Linked DNA regions of Mus musculus: region 1 is linked to region 2. The links are chromatin contacts, called in public Hi-C maps. All regions are on one chromosome and are shown on one strand. The core of a region is the stretch at or near the end of the contact, and the rest is flanking DNA. Distances in the headings are between cores, read along the strand shown. Region 1 holds the start of Kcnk12 (potassium channel, subfamily K, member 12). Region 2 overlaps Kcnk12 (potassium channel, subfamily K, member 12).

Region 1 (4,548 bases), core at 267-2,766, 35 kb after region 2:
GAAAAGGGGAAACAAAGACAAGAGGTCAAGAATTTGGAGAAGTTAGGGGTGTGTGAAGGGGGAAACCAAGGGGGAATGGTGTAAAACAGTTAAGCGGAAGGACTGGCTTTTGAATAACGGATTTTACTTTGAGGGGGTGGGGGAGTGTCAACAGAAGAGGAGGAAATTAAAACGCTGAGAATGGATGCAGAAATGGCTTTTATAATCATTCCTGAGGATAGTAAGGGCTGGGTTGGGTAGGAAATAGCAGCCCTTGACATACATTCTCACATACGCTCTTACAGAGGACAATACTAAGGCGCAGAGGCTGAACAAGGAGCCTTCAAAGTGTTTGGCTCTTGATTGACACACAGTCAATGAGTGTTAGCCGATTGGAAAGAGCTAGAGATGGTCCATTCGGGCAAACCCCTCGCTCCGAATGCAGGAAAGAAAAGTAGGAGGACGAGAGAGGACAGAGAGTGAGACAAAAGTAGGAAAATCAATACGGAAAGGAGGATCCCGCGGACGCCAGCCCGGTCCCCGATCCGTGGAAAGGGCAGCGAGTGACAGGCGCGCAGAGGAAAGACGCGCGGGGTGCGCCGCTCACCTATGGTCGACACCACGGTGCCCACGAAGTAGAAGGCTCCAGGGAAGTCCCAGCGCGGGCGCAGCGCGTCGGCGCGGACCCCGGCGGCCAGCGCGGCCTCGTAGTGCCGGAGGAAGGCGCGCAGCTCGGGCTCCGCCACGCCGTGCGCAGCGCTGAAGTTGCGCAGCGTGGCGCCCCAGCGCGCCCGCGCCTCCGCCTCGCCCGGGCTTTCGAGCGCAGAGAACACGGTGGCACCCGCCACCAGGTAGAGGCCGATGAGCGCCGCCAGCAGCACGAAGCGGCCGGTGTCCTCGTTGAGGTGCGAGCGGCGGCAACAGCAGCAGCAGCAGGAGGGGCGCGGCAGGCGGCGGCGGCAGCGGCGGGGCGGGGGCCGGGGGCTGCGGGAGGACATGGTCCGCAGCTCAGCCCCGGGGCTGGGGCGGCGCTCGGAGCCGAGGCCGTGACATCCCCGCCGTAGGAGCAGGAGCGTGAGGATGGTGGCCAGAGGTCAGGGGCCGCAGCGGAGCCCCCCTGCAGTCTTCCCGGAACCGGGACGGCAGGGCGATCCGCCTCCTGCCGGGCGTTCAGGCCGCGCACCGGTCGTCCGGCCCAGCGGACACCGGGGCTGGAGCGCTACTCTCCGCGCCCCGACGCCTTACAGCCTCTCGCGGCTCCTCACTTGCTGCCCTCGGGCTCCTGCCTCCGAAGCTAGGCCAGCGCCCCCGGTGGCTAGAGTCCATGGGGCTCCGGGCCGCATACTCCACTCTGGACAGGCCGCGGGCTGCGAGCAGGGTGAACCGTAGAGTCCGGACGCCTAGGATCGGAGCACGGTGGCAGGGCACAGAGGGAGTCCTCTGGAGCGTTCCATGAGGCTGCTGGGGATCGGTTTCGCCTAGGCGCAGGCTGTGCGAGCAGTCCTGTTCCTCCCCTATAATTGAGCTGGCGGCGTCGGCTTCCGAGCCTCAGAGCCCAGCCTTGTCCTCCGGGGAAGCGCTCCCTTCCTTTCCCTGCTACCGCTGAAGAGCTACCCGACACGGAGAGGCGGAGTCATCCGAGCCCGGGGCGGAGTGTTGGGGAGGGATGAGTGAGGAAGGGAGGAATGGGTGGAGAGTTGGGCTGCTGCGAAGCCTCCAGGTCGTTCTGGCCGCAACAGTGCGTCCCACCAGAGCAGGTGTCCCACTGCCGTTCTGGATGCCAGCTCGCTAAAAAACCTCGTCCTTCTTTCCCCGCGCTTGGGCTCCGAAATGTCTTCCTTTCTCAAGCCACTGGGAAACTTTGTTCAACTTGGTGCTTTGAGGTCTCAGGGACTGGGGGCCCTCGGGAGCCGAACCCGACTTTCGATTCTCGGGCTCTAGCCTGAAATTTAAGTTCCCTTTGCTCACGCTTTTGTTCCTGGGTCCAACCGCAGCTCCAGGACTCCGGCGGAGTCATCTGGGTGAAAAGATACGGTTTGGGAACCGAGGACAGGCAGCCTCTATGAGCTCCGGGCGCGGCGGGAACCAGGGCGTCTGCTCCCCCTCCCGACCGAGCGACCGGCCGGCGTCAGCACCGCGGACAGCGCATCGGTGCCGCAGCCTGCGGGTGGGAGGCTCCAGACAGTGCACCCCCCCCCCCTCCACCGTAGGCGAGGTTGCTCACCCGGCACCGGGGTGTTCCCAAGACCCTCCTTGCATTTCCTTCTATCCCCAGAGTGTCCCCTACCCTACCCCGACGCAGGTGCGGTCGCCAAAACAGCGTGTCGCCAGGGTGCGGACGCTGCGGAATAGAGACAGGAGGAGGAGTCACGCGCAGGTGGGGAACTCTGGGCCACCAGAGCAGGAGGATCACAGGCCGGGTGCTGCTGTGGCTTCTATGCTATCCCAGCTCACCAGTCCTAGGGACGAGAGCCTGGATACACCCCGGGTGCGGTGGAGGGCCAGGAGGGTAGAAGCTCGCTAGGAGGAACAGTGGTGTGCTTTGGAACACCCTAGGAAAGTGTCCTCCACCCTACCTCGGAGAGGAAAGATAGCGGATGATGCCCGCAGCCGCTGGTCCTTCTCTGCCTGGCAGAAACCAGTTTGGCTGGGGTCATAAAGTTGTGTAGTAAGGAACACCCTAGGTATAAACAGATAATCCCACCATATCCCGCTAGCTCTCCCCTCCTTTTTTATTTTTTTGGTCCCCTTCCCTTTTTCATTGGCCTCAGGGAAGATCCTGCTAGTGATATAGATAACGGGGTGGGGTGGAGTGGGGGCGGAGAGTGGTTTCTTAGACAATCCAGGTGACTGAGACCACGCTGGAAAAATCCAGAGCTGCCTCACCTGGGTCCCCTCCCCAGGCCAAGGCCAAGCTGGCTAGCTTCTACTGCAGGAAAATGCCAAGCTAAGATTTATTCAGAGAGGTGCTTGTAGTGTGGTGGACTCACTATGGACCACTCACAGAACACTTCACAGCTGTGAACCTGCGATTCTCCCACCCATGTATGGAGGCACAGGCTGGCACTGGAAGCTGTAGCATGCATGCTGAGCAGCACCCGACTCGGGATGCAGATAATGAATGACTAGGCAGGAATAACCGATGTTTGCATCTTAGAGACACTGCTCCGGAATATGGGTGGAGGGGACTGTGCTCCTCTTGGTATGCGCAGATGGAAAGAAACCCGTTCCACCATGGCCTCCAGGCTTGGATGGCAAGTGGTTTACTTGTGGTTTAAGGAAGAAAACAGCTTGTCCACTGAGAGAGCCCTGAGTGCTCTGATGCACTGTGTAGCACACGGTGGGAGCTTTATCCAATTGCCAACTATCATCATTGCAACGCGCTGTTATGGTCAACTGTTCCTGTCCCCAGCCTTTGACTCCCCTCAGCTACCTGCAGACAATGAGGATGGTCTAGCCATGGACCTCTGGGACTAGGCTCCACTTGGGTGGTCAGCTCTGAAGGAAGCCTTGAGAGTATGGTTTCAGGAGATGGCCCTGAAAGGCACTGCCAGGCCTCTCGGGGTTTTGCCCAGACTCCCAGAGTAGGGATGGGGCGCTTGACTGCCATGTCCTGTGCCTCTGGGTCCAGCTCTCAGCCAGCTGGCAGAGGGCCCACCCTCTCCTCTGACTTGTGATTGTGGCTTGATTAGCAGCAAACCCTTGGCTTCACTTTCAGCACCAAATGACAAATCTATGTATGTAATAGAAGTGATGAACCCCTGCTCCTAGATGTGGGTCCTTTAGAGAACCAGCCCCAGGATGGATGTGGTTTTTGCCCACTTAACCACTGACTGTGCCAGCTGGCGATCATCAGTGCCTTTACCTCAGCCCAGAATTGCAGCAACAGCCTCCTAAGGAGAGGACTTGCCTTGGCAAAATTTCTTCACATAGGTCCATTCCAACGGCCAGCCATTGCTGCCATTCTGCCCACAGTCTTGTCATGTGACCTCTAACCCTCACTTTCCAAAGGCTTCCCAACGCTATACAAAATTGGTGTTTAAGTCTTTGAGTTTGGGGTTCAACACCTTTAATTATTCAATTCTCAGAGTTGGGGTGTCTGTGGATGTCATCCAGCTCTGCCTGCCACCTCTAACTCTTTAAACACCCTGCTCCCACCCAGTCACAGGCTCTGCTTATGCTGTAGGCCCCTCTTCTTCAGATCTTCAAATATAGAGTCAATCTAGGTTTTCTTTTAAAATTTTGATTTGATTGTGTGTGTGTGCACACCCATGTGTGAGTGCACCCTAGTGTGTGTGTGTGTGTGTGTGTGTGTGTGTGAGAGAGAGAGAGAGAGAGAGAGAGAGAGAGAGAGAGAGAGAGAGAGAGAGAGATATGTCAGAAGACAACTATGGGAGTTGGTTTTCTCCTTCTACCATGTGGGCTATGAGGAGTGAACTCAGGTCTTCAGGTTTGGTCCTGAGTACCCTTCCTTACCCACTGAGCCACCCTGCCAACCCAAGTTTTCCTTTTCCCGCAAAGCCTTTTCTTTGTAGGAAATGTTGAAGCAATTACTTTGATGCCAGCATT
Region 2 (4,731 bases), core at 119-2,618:
AGGTAGATGATAGATAGATAGATAGATAGATAGATAGATAGATAGATGATAGGTAGATAGATAGATGATGGATAGATAGATGATAGGTAGATGATAGATAGATAATAGGTAGATAGATACATAGATACATAGATAGATGATAGGTAGATGATAGATAGATGATAGGTAGATAGATACATAGATACATAGATGATAGGTAGATGATAGATGATAGGTAGATACATAGATAGATAGATGATAGATAGATGATAGATAAGTAGATGATAGGTAGATAGATGATAGGTAGATGATAGATAGATAAATAGATAGATAGATAGATAGATAGATAGATAGATAGATAGATAGATAGATAGATGATAGATAGGTAGATAGATGATGGATAGATAGATGATAGGTAGATGACAGATGATGGATAGATAGATGATAGGTAGATGACAGATAATAGGTAGATAGGTAGATAGATACATAGATACATAGATACATAGATAGATGATAGATAGATAGATAGATAGATAGATAGATAGATGATAGGTCGATGATAGGTAGATGATAGATAGATAGATAGACAGACAGACAGACAGACAGACAGACAGACAGACAGGTAGATGTTGGTGGGAAAGCTGAGACTGAGACCTTGTGTTCCATGTTAGTTGCTGCTTGTGCTTGGGCCAATTTGAAAAGCAGGGATGTCTGACTTAGGCCTCGCCTGTGAGTGCAGGGGTGGGTGTCTGTCTCACTCCAGTGTCTGGTGACTGGATACAGAGGCAGGAGCCAGCCAGCCACAGGACAAAAGTACTGCCTCCCATCATCCTAGGCAGGCTTGCCTGGCCTGCCTTTTGGGACCCGGGAGATGATGTTCTTTGTTTAATGGCAGGGAGGCTGAGGGCTGGGGAGCCTCAGGGGCCAGGGAAGCTGAGAAATGGGACTGAATTCCATGGGGCAGGTCAGTGTTTTCTCTCTGACGGTGATGAAGATGTCATGCAAGACCTTGTACATGTACACACACACAGCGAGCTCCTTACCTCTGAGCCACAGTCCAGCCTCTAGCTAGGCCAGCGCTTTTCAACATGAGAAAGGTTTTGTTAAGCTGTGAGCAAAAAGCAGTTCCCTGGAGCTCTGTGTCCTGGCATAGATTTCCTGCTGGGGCTGCTCTCAACCCCCACTCTGTGCCTCGTCTCTGGGATTAAACTCTTCTCTCCTCACCAGAAATCATTCAACAAACTGAGTTATTAAAAGCCGGGTAACTACTCCTGCCTCCGAGTAGCTCCGCTCCACAACCTCTCCTGGGGAGCCGCTGTCAAATGCAGGCCCTCTGGAGCTCGCAGGGAAGATGACTCATTTACATAGAGTCAGGCTCTATCCTGCACCCACCCCAGCTCTGTCCCTGTCTCGGTGATGACTAATCCCCTTCAAAGATGAGATCAGCACCCCTCCTGCACCCCCATCCAAGGAGCAGAACCCCAGCCTCAGCCCAAGACTTTGGGCAGAGACAGAACCTAAAACCAGACAAGGCCTTGGCTGAGGCAGAAGTGTGGCCAACAAGAACACAGGGTTAGGAGCAGCTGGCTGCAGAATTGTTCTACTGCCTGTTAAGCCCCGCTCCTTGATCACCCCACTTCAGAGAACTCTTATGGTGCTCCAGGGATGACCAGGAAGAGTCTGGCTGACCCTCAGAGAGAGAAAGAGAAGGGATGGGAGAAGGCAGCCCCTAAATACCATGGTTCTAGAAGGGAAAGAAGTCTGTTTGCTGGGGAAGATTCAACTCCCTTTAGCCAGGCCCTTATATACATCTCCATGTATAGCTTCCTCCTGCCCTCCTGTGTAGCCTCAGGCTGCCTTGGGGGCCTCTGTGTCCAGGCTGAAGAGACATGGTACTTACAGAGAGAGGGGACAGAGCCCCTAAAAGCTAGCTGCCAGGTTCTGGGGATGCCTCGGTGACCTACAGAGATGCACAGTCTTGGTCTTTTTTGATTATGGTGTTCTACATCTGCCAGCAACCCCCCACCCCTCCACAGATGGTGAATTGTTGAATTGTTCATAGTAGACAAGAAGGCACAAGGAAAATAGACCCACTGCTACATCCAGAGAAGTACCCAGGAGGGTCCACAGAGAATCCCTGTCTACCCTGCTAACCTGCTGACATGCCCCATCTAGGGGCTGGCAGACAAGTCCATCAAAGCAACTACCATATCAGCTCAGAGCCTCCCTGAGAGTCCGGCAGGGGTCAGCAAGGGTGGGATTACCATGGCTAAGCTGATGACATAGGGTGGGCTGGTTCTAAGTGCAAACTCTGCTCTCAGCCGCTGTAGCAGGAAAGCCAATGACCATGTGTGGTAGAGGAAGTAAGTGGAACCTTGGAGTGAATGAAACCTTTGGAGCCCCAGGCCTAGCACCCCATTAGTGCTTTCGGAGGTGCAATCCAGAGCCATTACACAGGCTTGGGGAAGGGCCGAGTAGGAAAGAACATAGAACACAGGGCACAGTTTGTGAACCCAAAGCCTTTCCACTGTCTTCTCGAACTCCACCCTGCCCTGCCCCCCAGCCCACAAGTAAAAGGATGAAGCTGTGGTCTTGCTTCAGTACACATACCTGACCATCCCACACCGAGGTTTGCTGTGATCAGGATGCTACCCTAGCTCTGTGGAATAAGTTTGGGGATGGGGGCTGAGGTGGTTTGAATAGGAATGGTCCCCCCCGTAGGCTTATAGATTTGGATGCTTGGTCACTAGGAGATTGGTGCTATTAGGAGGCATGGCCTCGTTGGAGTGCATGTGGCCTCACAGGAGGAAGTGTGTCCCTCAGGATGGGCTTGAGGTTTCAAATCCTCAAGCCAGGCCCAGTGTGACTCTCTCTTCCTGCTTGCTGTCTGCTGAAATGTAAAACTCCAGCACCGGATCTGCCTGCACGCCTTCAGGCTTCCTTCCATGACGATAATGGACTGAACCTCTGAACACGTATGTGAGCCAGCCCCAGTTAAATGTTTTCCTTTATGGGAGTTGCTGTGGTCATGATGTCTCTTCACAACCACAGGACATTGACAAAGATGGGGTGTGGGGGGGAACTGTCAATGACCTTGGTGAAGGTCATAGAATAACGCACTGGACAAGGCCTTCCATGGCCTTGCTCCTCCTCCTCGGCTGACCAGCCTTGTCCTCTCCCAGTGACCACAGAGATGGCCTGGGAACACTGCCACATTCTGCACACCACCTCACCTCACGTAGGTTTTCTGGAAGCACAGCTTGGCGGTGTCACCCGTGCTCTGGCTGCCTGAGCGCCGACTGTTTTCCATAACTAGCCGTGATGTGTTTCCTGCACCCTTCACCTTGCAAATCGGCTCGTCACCAGATGGCACGTTTTGAAATTTTTATTACATTATTTTTTTCTATCTATTGGGGGGGGTGGGTTACACACATATCATGGCCTGAGTGTGGAGGTCAGAAGACAAATTGTATGAGTCAATGCTCTCCTGTATGAGTCGATTCGTGTGGGTCTTGGGAATTGAACTCAGATCCTAAGACTTGGCAGCAATGTCTTTATCCTCAGAGCCACCTCGCTGGCCTACTGCGCAGCTCTTTCTGCTCCTCAGGTACTTACTCCCATGATGCCTGGGACTGTTGCGTGGTCAACCATTGTCCTGAAGTCTTGTTTAGCCCTTTGGTTTTTTTTTTCCATCCTGTCTGGCCAGCGAGGATACACAATTTCCAGGCTTCTTCCCACCCTAAGGGAATAGTTTTGACATTATTCCTGGAACTGACTCTGTCAGTTACCAGCAGATACTGTTCCAGGATCGCGGCTTCTGTGTTGGATGGAGTTGCATTCCTTTAACGAGTTTCTAAAATGTTTCTTGGGCTCTGGGCTGAACTGCTTCTATGTGCAATGTGTCTTTGATATATGAAGTTAGGGAAGGAGAACAACTGTGATCAATAACACTGACAAACTGCCAAAGGCACCAGGAAAGCCCCTGTTGAACAAACTGGCTTTGCAGGCACACTGTGACAAGGGCTCACTGCACATCATGGATGTGAGAGGGCTGATTCTGTGATCTGGGCTGGACTTTGAGGATGACGGGAGGCAGCAGGCTTTACTCTGGATTGGATGCTGCCAAGGAGTCAAGCAAGCTTATGATGGGTACCCTGATCATTCTTAGCGGGCAGATGGGAGCCACAGAGCACTGCCACTCGTTCCAAATAGCCAGACAGAGAATGCTTGGTTGCCCTTGTGGTCTGGTGGATGTTCCTCCTGTGGCCTGTGTTAGGACTTGGTTACAGGGCTTTGTTCTTTGCTCTCTCTCTGTTATGGTGGTTGAGCGAGATCCTCTGATGTGGGAGTTCTGTTGAGTCTCAGGGCAGCATAGCCCTTCTGTGAGCACCAGGCTAGCGTCTGGCTTTGGGGAGCTGCACTCGTCTATCACCAACTGGTTTTGTCCTCACTGCCCCACGGCAACATCCAGTGGGCCGCCATTCACTATGTTTGTAGCAGAGCTTCTCTCAGCGTCTGCTTTAGTTGGTGTATGTGCACGTGTGTGCACATAAGCACTCTTTTCCTCGGGGGAGCATATCTCTGGGTACTGAGAATATGATTTTCATTTTAGGTTTCTTCTGTATGCTTCCATAAATATTTCACATTTCTGGTTACAGATGGGGGTCGTTCTTGCTTTTGTCCTTTTGCAGTGTTGGGGACTGAACCTACAATCTTGCATGTGCTAGGCTATATGCCCATCTCTAGTAGAGT

The links. Hi-C and Micro-C count contacts between places; a contact is called where the count stands out from the background.
Region 1: a contact with region 2 is called in a Hi-C map of cortical neurons, with 1.9 times the contacts expected there. The contact joins the promoter of Kcnk12 here to the enhancer-like site in region 2. A contact is called at or near these places in 1 of 39 promoter capture datasets (macrophages), 2 of 484 Hi-C or Micro-C datasets (cerebral cortex and cortical neurons), 2 of 115 datasets of contacts at active chromatin or transcription factors (both in embryonic stem cells) and 2 of 9 other capture datasets (adipose tissue and liver).

The regions. Positions count from the first base shown.
Region 1 is chr17:87,796,478-87,801,025 of GRCm38.p6, forward strand. Kcnk12 (potassium channel, subfamily K, member 12) reads right to left here and starts at 1,517. Exons shown (of 2, transcript NM_199251.1): 1 at 587-1,517. The coding sequence starts at 977.
Region 2 is chr17:87,762,038-87,766,768 of GRCm38.p6, forward strand. All of the region lies in intron 1 of Kcnk12 (potassium channel, subfamily K, member 12), which reads right to left. Among named protein-coding and RNA genes, the nearest start is that of Kcnk12, 34 kb to the right of the region's middle. Within about 2 kb of position 1,369, at least 57 of the 459 cell types and tissues checked have an H3K27ac peak or open chromatin away from gene starts, as enhancers often do. A contact at or near this core is called in cerebral cortex and cortical neurons, where this site is marked.